2 separate regions of the Gossypium hirsutum genome follow, and region 2 is linked to region 1. The links are chromatin contacts, called in public Hi-C maps. All regions are on one chromosome and are shown on one strand. Each heading gives the region's core, a stretch centred on a gene start, on an enhancer-like site or on the middle of the called end of the contact. The rest is flanking DNA. Distances are from core to core; before and after follow the strand shown. Region 1 has its middle 7.3 kb from the start of LOC107909849. Region 2 overlaps LOC107909856 (histidine kinase 3).

Evidence for each region. A called contact is a pair of places that touch in the nucleus more often than the background predicts.
Region 2: a Hi-C map of leaf shows a contact between it and region 1, with 1.9 times the contacts expected there. The contact joins two enhancer-like sites. A contact is called at or near these places in 2 of 34 Hi-C or Micro-C datasets (both in leaf).

What each region holds. Positions count from the first base shown.
Region 1 is chrD02:56,094,524-56,100,818 of Gossypium_hirsutum_v2.1, reverse strand. No RefSeq gene overlaps it. Among protein-coding and RNA genes, the nearest start is that of LOC107909849, 7.3 kb to the right of the region's middle. Within about 2 kb of position 3,143, at least 7 of the 9 cell types and tissues checked have an H3K27ac peak or open chromatin away from gene starts, as enhancers often do. A contact at or near this core is called in leaf, where this site is marked.
Region 2 is chrD02:56,357,379-56,363,673 of Gossypium_hirsutum_v2.1, reverse strand. LOC107909856 (histidine kinase 3) reads left to right here. Exons shown (of 11, transcript XM_016837543.2): 8 at 66-164; 9 at 297-1,408; 10 at 1,610-1,975; 11 at 2,173-2,656. The coding sequence ends at 1,853. Among protein-coding and RNA genes, the nearest start is that of LOC107909856, 7.4 kb to the left of the region's middle. Within about 2 kb of position 2,928, at least 5 of the 9 cell types and tissues checked have an H3K27ac peak or open chromatin away from gene starts, as enhancers often do. A contact at or near this core is called in leaf, where this site is marked.

The sequences.
Region 1 (6,295 bases), core at 1,894-4,393:
TGAATAAATAAAATTTTATTTAAAATAAAATTTATATGATTATATGCCTCTGAAGAGCTAATATTGCATCAAACTGTAAAAAGCTCTTTAAGAGCGTATATTTTAGCTCCTTGTGATGCAAATTTTTGTAAAATATAATATTATTTTTTAGATCAAGAAGATATATGTTGAATAAAACTTTTATGTGTTTTACATTAAAACCATATATATAAATAACATGAGATACTCATGTATTTGTATTATATAAATTCCTAAAGGAATACATTATACTATATGATTGAAATATCTAGTGTGCTCCTGTAGTAGCAATATTGTGAAAATGACTTTAACAGTATTTTCGAATGATCTCATACCTTCTAGTGGCTAAGCAAAATAACAAGTTACTAATGAAAAACTATGAAATTCTTCTCACTAGTTTTGCTTCATTCCTTGAAGTGAATGTAATAGTACATAACAATTATGAAAAATGAAAATATAGAGATCATTATTGTTGTTGTAATTGAGGGTGTGATTGGAGACTAATCATGACAACATAAATAGATAGATTTTGATTTAAAATCCACGCATATTTTGTGATGGTGATTATGAAATAAAGAATCAATGGAGGCATATAGAAGTCTATTATCCTACTAGATTTATTGCATTCTCTGAAGTAAATGCAAATATAAAGAAAATAAAATATATAATCATGGACCACTAAAAGTGGGAACATAGTATAAATAAGAGAATAATGAGAGTTTTCAAGATAACTCTTCAAAGGGTAAAGATAACTTATGTTATCAATGTGATATGAAAGATTGTTGGCCACATGTGGCATATGTCCAAATATTTTGTTTCTGTTAATATTCTTTGAGGAATGATATAAGAATGTAGTAATAAATTCTATCATTATAGATAAAAAATATTTATCTTATTTAGTACTAAAACAAACAAATATTATTCCAATATTTGATACTACAAAATTAGCCGAAAGCTCTAGAAGAGCTAATATATTAATATATTGTGATGGTTAATCCATTGGTTTTAAAATATATTTATAATGGATCTTCTTTTGAAATTGTGAATGAGGAAAATATTATATTTCATATGAATCACTATTGCTATAAATATTTATTTTGAAATGATGAAAAAGAGAAGATTAGGTTATTAATTTATGTTTATTTTATAATATTTGTAATCTTTTGACATCATCTCCATTAAAGAGTTGGAAACAAAATATTTGACTGTAAAAGATCTATTTATGAGTAATAAAATATGATAATTCTATTTAAAACTCGTTATGGATGGATGCACCTGAAGTTGTAAATTTTTTTTTAGATATTTGAAGATTTTGGTATATTCCCTAAAATGAATATTACGTATAATTATTTTAAAAATTATATTTATTTTGTTGACTTAGTAATATTATAATATTCACATTGATTTAGACATTTCTAGTAGTAAATGTCACAATAACACTTATATGTGAATACAAAGTAAAAGGAATGATAATAAAATTATTAATTTGTTACAATTTAGTACAATTGAAACACATGTCACTAATGTGACAATCCACTGTATGTCACCTAACTTTTCCATCTATTTTGAGATAATTTGGCAAGTAATGTATGCTTAAAAGAGAAAAATTAAATAAAGAGTTAAATAATTTTTTTGAAAAAGTTGGAGGGCTAGAGTAGTGATTATGCCAAAAAAATTAGCTTAGAAAGTAAGGGAAATGTTGCAGCCAGAAATTGATTCAATTCTCTATAGTTGAGCAGTATTAAGCTACCGCACTTACACATGAATCAAGCAAATTCAATTACAAGCAGATTTTTCCGTTTTTATTGGATATATATCAAACCTATAAGTAAAATTTAACTATTTCATAAGATAGAATGAGATGACCAGTCTCACGGGTATGCCGAAAGGAAGAAGTAACTCCTTTCAACCCAACTCCGACCGCTGACCCCTACTACCTCAAATTACACTTAAAATTCTAAGCAAGGCACCTTTCTAGAACTCATCTTTTGACCCTCTTTGCCATTTTTATTCTGATTGTAACTTCGATTTAAGTTTGATAAAGTCATTTTATAGAGGCCTGTTTGAAGTAGGATAAAAAAGTAACGGTAAGATTGTTGTTCATTACATTTTGGGGCTAAATTAAGGCCAGGACAAAGGATGTAAATGAGATAACGGTGTTCACAAGTTACTCATGTTCAACTCAAAAATAATTCGAATTTGATTTGGTAATAATTAAGCCAAGCCCAAACTTGAGTTATCAAACAAACTGAATTCCAACTTAATAATACTTAACTTGAAAACCTAACGAGTCTCGTCAAACTTTTCATATTATTAAATTATATTATTATCCTGAATATATATTATTAACCATAAACTTAATTATTGAGTCGAGTTCGAGTTCAAAAATAAAAATTGATGAACAAACTTAATCAAAGCTCGACAGTTATTTCTATAGAACCAACAAAACCTTATAAAAACAATGCTTGCACACACATCAACATACATAATGCCAATGTGTGACTTACCGCATGAAAGGCATATGGTGATTTCCCCGTGTTTAGCCGTGATACAGAACTCGATTGGAACCCAATCCTCCGATCCAAAGCAATTACCTAATGCCGCTTTATATAACTATGAGCTCCAAAGGTGACCGCGGGTGGTCCAAAAATGAGCACAAGCTCTGCTCTCTCTTACAGGCAAAATGTGGAACTGTATTCTTTTTCTTGATAATCCGACTGACACAGAGTATGAGATAGTTTCAACTCAACAAGGCCATGTTTGATATAGATTTTTCCAAACAAAACTTAAAAGAAAAACAACATGAAAAGTTTCCCATAACCAATTAAAACCACATTTGGGTTATAAACATTGAAAAGGGAGACATTGAAGAAACGAGGAATTCATGTAATGGCGTTTGGAGGCGGGAATGCGGTGAAAAGCATCTCTGATGGGGAAGTCGAAAGATGGGAAATTGGTATAAGAAAACCAAATATCCCATCCCAACGACTAAAACCAACCAAAAAAATCAAAAAACACAAACCCCGTACCATGATGCCATGGATAAAGGGTCTGGTGTGCAGGGCTAATTGGAAGGCAGGGCAGCCTGTAGAGAACCCACCGGTATTTTAAGAGCCACGAAAATACTGCTCTCCCCTATTTGTCTCACCCCTTTCTCCCCTCCCAACCCTAAAAACTAGGCCGAAGAAACACTGTTGGAACTGGAAAAAGAAAAGAAAATAGAACATTTTGATGATTGAATTGAAGGCCTAATTCCTAACCTAATTTTTGCAGATTTGACGATAGCAAAGCGGCTGAATGGTAAGAACCCTACAATTTATTCATAGAGCAATTGATCACGTGAAGCTCACGTGGCTTAATATATCTTATTCTGTTGTCCATTGGCCAGCCCGGGTCAAATAAAAAGTTTAGGCCCGACCCGGTTCGACTGCATTAAAAGTTTTTATATAAAAATAAATTTAAAAATATAATACATCAAATACACTAAAATCATTAAAATAAATGTTTCTCAACAAATGAAAAAGATTAAATATATATAATTAAATAATACTAAGTAAGTGCAACTTAACAAATAAATACTACTAAAATAGTAGCAAAATTAATAATAAAACAAGAATTATACAATATCCAAACAATAACAATAACATAGTAGCAATATAATAACGAAATGATAGCAAAATAATGAAAAAAAGTAAACATGCCTTATTTTTTTTGCAAATTCGAGTAGTGCCAAGCCCGGGCCTAGCTCGTTTAGAAAACATGCCTTATTTTTTTTGTCTAAGCTTATTTTTAATGCCTATATTTTTGCCCAAACCCTCCCACTTTTCAGGTGAGCCTTCGGGCCAAGTTGGGTGGCCCAACCCATGGACAAGTCTATCCTCGTTTTGTGTCATATTTCTTTTTATTTTGGGAAAAAACCTCTCCAGTCCTCCTTAATTTTTGCATTGAGCATACTAGTCTCTTTCAGAAAAAAATAATTGTCACTGTCAATTTTAAAAAAGACAATTAATAAGGGTATAATAACAATTTTTTTTATCACCATAATAATAATTTTAGTCTTTAATATTTACATATTTTATTGATTTGATCATGATTCTAAAAAAATTAACAATCTAAAGCTCAATATTTACACATTCTATTAATTTGATCCTAATTCTAAACAATTATCTAAAAATAAAATTATAAAAATTTAAAATATATAAATTTAAAAATTCTCGAAATTAAAAATATACAATTAAAATATATGAATATTGTATTGAATTGGTATTATATTTAATGTTAAATATAACTAATTAGTAAACTAGATTTATGTGAATCTCTTAGTTGAGTCAATGTTACGAGTCAATCGAGTATCAATTTAATTGAGAAATTTTACTAAAATACCCTCACTTTTATAAAGTACAAGCTATTTTTATTATTTCATGTTTTTTAGTAAAATAATACTATAATAAAATTTAAACTTGGGTCACAATCACATGAACTTTAAACTTTTATCTTAACCATCTTAACAGAGGCCACATTTAATTTTAAAATAAAATTTTTATAAATATATATTTTACGTATTTTTTCCCGTGTGACATAGAATTAGTATTATTTATTATGTTAAAAGCAATATTCTTTAAATATAAAATTTATTTTTCCCTAAAAGAATATAGTTTTTTATTTCATTATTTTATTATTAAATATAATTAATAAATGGCTTAATATTTGATAAGTTATTAATGTATAAGTCTTATGCACCATCAACTAATAATAAAATAGCACATCATCATTGCTATAAAATAAAAAACATTGAAGGACTTGAAAATAAATATTATTAACTTTATTAAATATAATTAAATATTAATTATAGTTATTTTTTATTTTTCATTTTAGGTTTGAATTTTGAATTTTAAATTTTAGGGTTTGGTTTTTTATTTTGGATTATGGATTTGAGATTTTAAATTTTTAGTTTCAGATTTTTTTTGGTATATATTTATGTTTAACAGTTATAAATAGTATTTATTTTTCTTAAAAATAAAATTATTTCTATTTATCTTTAAACCCTTCAATATTTGTTTTCTTAAAATGATAACGTTTCATTTTATTGTCAACTGATGGTGTATGAGACCTATGCACCGACGGTGCATCAAAAATTCTGTCTTAATAAATTACAATAAAAATTATTTTTAAAATATAAAAATATAATATTTAAAAGATTAAAAACTTATTTTTCTCTCTTTGACCCATGAATCTCCTTTTCTATCTTTCAACTTTCTCCATCTATGGTGTTCCGAAAGCTTGAAATGAAGTTTAAGTTTCATTTGGTGACTTACTTTGATCGAAATATTAACGGTAAGTGGTTCCTTCAAATTTCCTTTGACGATGTCAGATTTCACTTAGGAATTGAAAGACCTTTTCAAAAGAAGTTTGAAAGAATTTTTATTTGAAAAAGCTTTTGGTCGAACAAATAATTTAGTTTATAACTATTTAAAACAGTTTTGTTCTATTTTATGTTAGAACAAAAGTTGGGAAAGAACTGGAAAATTTATGTAATAAATCCAAAACGTAAGCAAAAAAAGATTAGGATATCCTTTCTAAGCATATCAAACTTCTTTTATCTCTTCTCTAAGTTATACAAGTAAATGATGATGATGATTTTAGAATGTTGGCTACGAAATATCTCCAAATTTGTTACTTTAGTGAGATTTAATAAAAAATCAAACATGACAACTTAAAGGTTTTGACTGCTTCAAATTAATTTGTTCCGACTATTGTTTGAACATGAAATAGGACAAGTAGTACAAGCAATCAAAGATTTTATCTCAAGGAATCTGGAGCTCATCAAACATAAGCTTCAAGCAAGATTCATTTTTCTACTGATTTGGCCCTAAAAACATGATCTTTTAACGTTAATAATTTCCACCTTAAAGAACTTTGATCGGAACATACACTATTTTAACATTAATTCAAATTATCCATGAAATAGCAAGAGATAGTCATGTTCCTCAGCTTTTAACATTAACTCAAACTGTCCATGAGATAGCAAGAGATAGTCATGTTCGTTGGAACAATCAAAAGTTACAAGGCTACTTAAACCACGTTTGAGAATGGAACAAATGAAGGTTAGATATTACTTGACCCAAATATCCTCGTGAATTACGAGAGAGAGAAAAAAAAGACCTTGAGGTTAAAATGAAATGAAAATTTGAAGACTTACAAATCAAGAACAAGAACCAGTAAAAAATTGTTGAACTTGACACAAGGGATAAGTGTGTAGTGAAGATGGATGATTTAT
Region 2 (6,295 bases), core at 1,679-4,178, 260 kb before region 1:
AGTTTAACCTTCATATGGTGTTCTTCCAAGAGTCTAACGAGAAATCAATTTGTTGATGAGTGCAGTTGGCTGTTTACATCTCTGATAGAGTCCCTGATATGCTAATTGGTGATCCTGGGAGATTTAGACAAATCATCACCAATCTTATGGGAAACTCAATAAAAGTATGTGGTTGGTTCTCCTTTAATGCATATAAAACTTGTTGCGATTTGAGATTTTTTTTTTTTAAATTTAGTGTAGTTTTATCTGGACTATGCTTTGGTATCAATAAACTTATAATTTACTTGTTGTCGCAGTTCACTGAGAAAGGGCACATCCTTGTTACAGTTCATCTTGTGGAGGAGGTGATTGATTCTATAGAAGTTGAGACGGAATCTTCATCAAAGAACACTTTGAGTGGTTTTCCTGTTGCAGATAGACGCCAGAGCTGGAAAGGATTTAGAACTTTCAGTCAAGAAGGATCCATGCATCCTTTCTCTGACAGCATTAATCTTATTGTATCGGTTGAAGATACAGGAGTAGGAATCCCCCCAGAAGCACAGTCTCGTGTTTTCACTCCTTTTATGCAAGTGGGCCCTTCTATTTCCCGAACACATGGTGGCACGGGCATTGGACTAAGCATAAGCAAGTGTTTGGTTGGTTTAATGAAAGGAGAAATTGGTTTTGTTAGCATTCCTAAGATTGGTTCCACTTTTACTTTTACTGCTGTTTTCACTAGTGGCTGCTCTAGCTCAAAGGAGTACAAAAGCCAGCAAATCAATTGCCAGTCTAATACTGTTTCCTCGGAGTTTCATGGGATGAGAGCATTAGTTATGGATCCTAGACCTGTCCGTGCCAAGGTATCAAAATATCATATCCAACGGCTGGGAATTCATGTTGAAGTAGTTTCTGATTGGAAACAAGGTTTATCTAGCATAAGCAGGGCAAATAATGCAATCCACATGGTTCTCATTGAACAAGAAGTTTGGGATAGGGATCTAAAGAGTTCAGGTCTTTTCATGGAGAAAATAGGGCCTGGTTCTCCTCCAAAGGTATTCCTTTTGTCTAATTCTATAAATTTTTCCAGAGGAAATACTACTCCTGGTGCCTATGGCTTGACCGTCATCTCGAAGCCCTTGAGGGCTAGCATGTTAGCAGCATCTCTACAACGAGCCATGGGCATTGGGAACAAAGGGAATCCCTGTAATGGAGAGTTACCTAGCTTGTCTCTTCGGAATCTTCTTCTTGGGAGAAAAATTCTAATTATCGATGACAACAATGTCAACCTGAAAGTTGCTGGTGGTGCACTGAAAAAATACGGAGCTGATGTGGTTAGTGCAACAAGAGGAATAAAGGCTATTGAACTGCTGACACCACCTCACCACTTTGATGCCTGTTTCATGGATATCCAAATGCCAGAAATGGATGGGTATGTAATCCTACAGCTTGTCATGATTCTAGAACTTTGTTTTGCAATTCTGATCTGGAAATTGAGTTTTGAAACCTTAAGAATAAGATAACAAAATACGTCACAAAGTTATTTTCTCTAGTCAGTGCAATGAGCATTGAAGATGCCTTCTGTGATGTCTTATCTTTAATTGCTAATAGTTTTTTCTTCGTCTCCCTACAGATTTGAAGCTACGAGGAGAATTCGGGATGTGGAACAGAATATCAATAATCATATTAAATTTGGAGAAATTTCAGTGGATGATTACAACAATGTTTCAAACTGGCATGTACCCATTTTGGCCATGACAGCAGATGTTATTCAAGCTACACACGAGGAATGCCTACGGTGTGGAATGGATGGATATGTGTCAAAACCATTCGAAGCTGAGCAGTTATACCGGGAAGTTTCACGATTTTTCCATTAGGCATTATTAGATCAGAAACTGTTGGAAGAACATCTGCTCATGACTTGGCATGGGCACTAATGGGACTGCCTGTACTTTGGCATTCTTTGCGATACCTCAATAAATTCAGATTATTCCCAACAGTGAGTTCCTTACCCTCATCTCAAAAACTCTGAATTCTCAAGTATTTCCACTCATAAGGTTTTCCTCATGGTTTTGCTTGATGTACCTATGCTTGACCATTCAATTACTTTTTCAAACTTTTACAAAAACTAAAAACGTCATGTTTATCTGTTTTACCAATCTGTTGACATGTATGTGATGGTTGATGTTTTTGCAGGGAAACATTTGTTTTTGTTGCAGAGTGTACATAGAATCATGCTTGAATATAGGGATTGAGTTTTCTTGTAGTTTTACAATTAAGATGGCAAAGCCTGTTGATCCTTTTGCTTTGATTTGTAAAGTTGGTCATTCCAATTCCAAGTCCTTTTCAGCAGGGTTGGTAAATTGAGATATCTGTGCAGTAAGAACTAATTGACTTGGGGTTAAAAAGCAGTTTGCTAATGGAAATGGAGGGAAGAAATCCTATTCCAATTCCTGGAGTGTGTTCATAGAAAATTGCAGCAATCCTCGTTGTGTTAGTAATAAAAACTCCTGCAAAATTAAAGCTGTTTTCTCTGAACATTATTTATCGTATCATAGTGATCAAATTGAATTGAAAGAATTGAAGATCGCTTGCTTCTCAGCTACTGAAGGGGAGATTGCACCCTTGTAAATTAACCTTGTATTCATAATGATTGATTACTCCTTTTCCTTTTTGTTAAGCTTTCTTCTACATGTTTAGTTTAATAATATTATGAATGCAGCACAAAAATATGCTTGAAAATCAAATCATTATAAATTATTAATATACTAAAGTTTATTATAGAATATTTTATGATATTGCAAAATAGGAATTCATGGAAGTAGAAGAGAATAGGTGACAAAATGCATCCATTTGAATTTATCTATCACCCTCTCTATTTTTCAAATAAGGAACATAACAGGGGTATAGCCGCTTTCATCAGAAACAAGTCTGGCCCATTAAAAGTATAAACACCAATTGGCCATGAAGCTACAAGTGCGGCAACCCCTTTCCCTCTCTACGGTTGTCTACAACAGGACGATGAACAAGAAGTTTAATCCGGCTGATGATAGATCAATGAGCAAAATCCTCTGCAAGTCACTGAGCATCCCAACAACCTCCAAACCAAACGTGGAGCACCCAGATTTCAGGCGTGAGAAAGTCCCTCCAAAAACACCCCAACTTCTTCGCAAATCCACTGATCTACTCACTCCCTTAATACTACTTTTATAATAAAAACTACAAGATGCACGCACTGCGCATTGCAAAACTTAGTCGGATTTTTAAGTATGATACATGTTCTACATGTAATTATTTTATTTTTAACTAAATAATTTTAAAAATTCATTTGTCAAAATCATGTAAAATTGATAAAATAAAATAAAAAAATTAAAAACATTCTGTCACATAAAATAACATAACTTGAATTATTAACATGCGAAGAATTATATAGATTTATACTACTTTACCGTAAAAAAATGAGAACACAGTACAAACAATTAATTTTTTTTATTTAATTGCAAATTATATGAAAATATGTTATGAATTAAAATATGACATGAACAAAACAAATTATTTTCTAAATTAAATTACAGTAATAAATTATACAAAACACAATATAACATAAAAAATAATAGAAACGTAATTGACATATACGAATGTATCAAAATTTACATAAAATGATTTAAATTTAAGATTAAATCATGATTTGACCTTTAAATTATCATACTTTTTCTAATATCTATTTTTTTTGCCTAAATTAAAAAAATAATTTATGTCAATATAACTCAATACCATATTTATCCCTCAAAATAATATATTTCATTTTGGGAAAAGTAGTATGAATTTTTTTGGCCTTAATCTTTTTTTCCGAAACAGTTTTACTAACCCTTGAACTATATTACTTTATCAAGATTAACTAGTGTTCAGTGTAACTTAATACCATATTTATCTCTTAAAACGGCTCAAAACTAATTATCCACGATGTTAAATTGCTATAGATTATATAACTTTTCATTGTCTTAAAATACTCTAATCCCATATTCATATTTATCTCCAATTATATATAAAAAATATCTTTTAAAAAAACTAATACTATTATAAAAATAAAAAACAGAGGGTAAAGAACAAAAAAATAGGGAAGCAAAAGAGAGAGAGAGCATATTTTTATTGATCAATGAGGATATTTACAAAATTTCTCCTAAGTTTCTATTTATAGGCATAAGAAGTATAAATAAAATAAAGATCTACTTCTAATTACTATTAGAATTTAAAATACATCAAAACTTATCTTGATCTTGATGGACATCCACTTAATAAGATATTCATAATACTCCCCCTTGGATGTCCATTGCTAGATAATGTGTCTCATTAAAACCTTATTAGGAAAAACCTTGTGGGATAAAAACTTAATGAAAGAAAAATAGCATATACACACATACAAAAATTCAAAGATGAGAAATAGTTAACTCTTGATCAAAAACCAATTGTAATTGGGGAGCATTTATAACTTATTGGCTTGATGCGGACAACACATAAATCAATATAATCTCATGTTGAAAAAAGAAATTTAGTTCTCATAAGTAATGGTTTAGACATTCATCAGAGGCGTTGAAACAATAATTTCTCTAAACCATTATGCACATAAATAATAAACTTTTACAAAAGTTTTTCAAACTCAATCAATAAAAGGTTGAAATATAAGCTCAACAACTTTAACAAGATGATTTGTCTTAATTGCATAACCTAAAATTAATTATTTAAACAAGCAATCTTGCAAATGACATATTACAAATTAATAAAACATATGTGATTATTTTGTAGATGCATCTATCAAAATCATTCACATGGTGGATGAATGAGCCCATATTTATTTCAGAAATGCAAGACATTAAAGCTCACCTTTAGCTAGTGAGTATTTAATAAGCAATTTTCATTGAGAACAAGCAACAAATGAAAATTCTTTAAATTAAAGAATCTTCTGGTTCTTTAATGAATGTGCATATGAATTCTCAATTAATTTTCGCATCTTATATGATTTAAGATGGTTTAACTGGTCACACCAAGTAGTAAATGCATTTGTATAAGGAAACTTCTGATTTACTTTAACATGCATTTCAATTGTACTAATAATGTCAATATAAATTGTGACAAATTGATAATTTTACTGTCATTTCTTTTACTTTGTATCCACATATAAGTATTATTGTGACATTTACTACTGAAAATGTCTAAATCAATGTGAAGTTTATAATGTCACTAAGTCAACAAAATAAATATAATTTCCAACTAATTGTATGCAATATTCACTTCAGGGAATATGCCAAAATCTTCAAATGTCCAAAAAATGATTATAAATTGTCTCTCTTCTTAGGAATTTCTTGGAAATTCTTGTTCTTTTCTTGCTTTCTTCATTTTTCCACTTCTGGTGGTGAGAAAATTTATTACGACGATCCCCCATGACTATTATTATAGTTCAATTTTACTACATCCACATCAAAGATTATGCCTTTTAAATTTATTACATATTGTTACATTCTCTTCAGGGAATGGTTAGGTTTCGTGGTTAAAAACTTTTGTTCAATCATAAGTAAATTTTTTTTCATGATATTGCTACTGTAGAAGCACATTTGAATCATGGAAAGTTGAATAAGTTCTCTCTTGCAAGGTTCTCATAAGTAATATTTTTCCACGTAATTTTAATTGAGAACTTATTTTGAATACTAAAGAGTTATACTCACAATTTTAAAAAACTTGCAACTTTAGGTGCATCCAACCATAACGAGCTTTAGATAGATTTACCATATTTTATTGCTCATAAGTAGATCTTTCACAGTCAAATATTTTGCTTTCAATCCCTTAATAGGGATGATGACAAAAGAAGATTACAAAGATAGTCACAATCGATTCAATTTATAACAAGAGTAATAAATATAAATCAATAACCCAATCCTTTTTTGATTCATATGAAATATAATTTTTTCCTCATTCACAATCTCAATATGAAATCCATTATGAATATATTTTAAAACCAATGGATTAACCATCACAAGATATTAATATATTAGCTCTTCTGGAGCTTTTGACTAATTTTGTACTACCAAATATTGAAATAATATTAATTTTTATTTTCTTCTATGCTTGTATTCACTTCGAGGAATGCAATAGATTTACTAGGACGAACTTATAAACATCCTAATAGGTTCTTTATTTCATAATCACCATTGCAAATATGTGTGGATTTCAAATCAAAATCTATCTATTCATGTGTCATGATTAGTCTCCAATTATAATAAATATGATATAATAAATAAATCATAGTAAAATATACCTGAAAAAC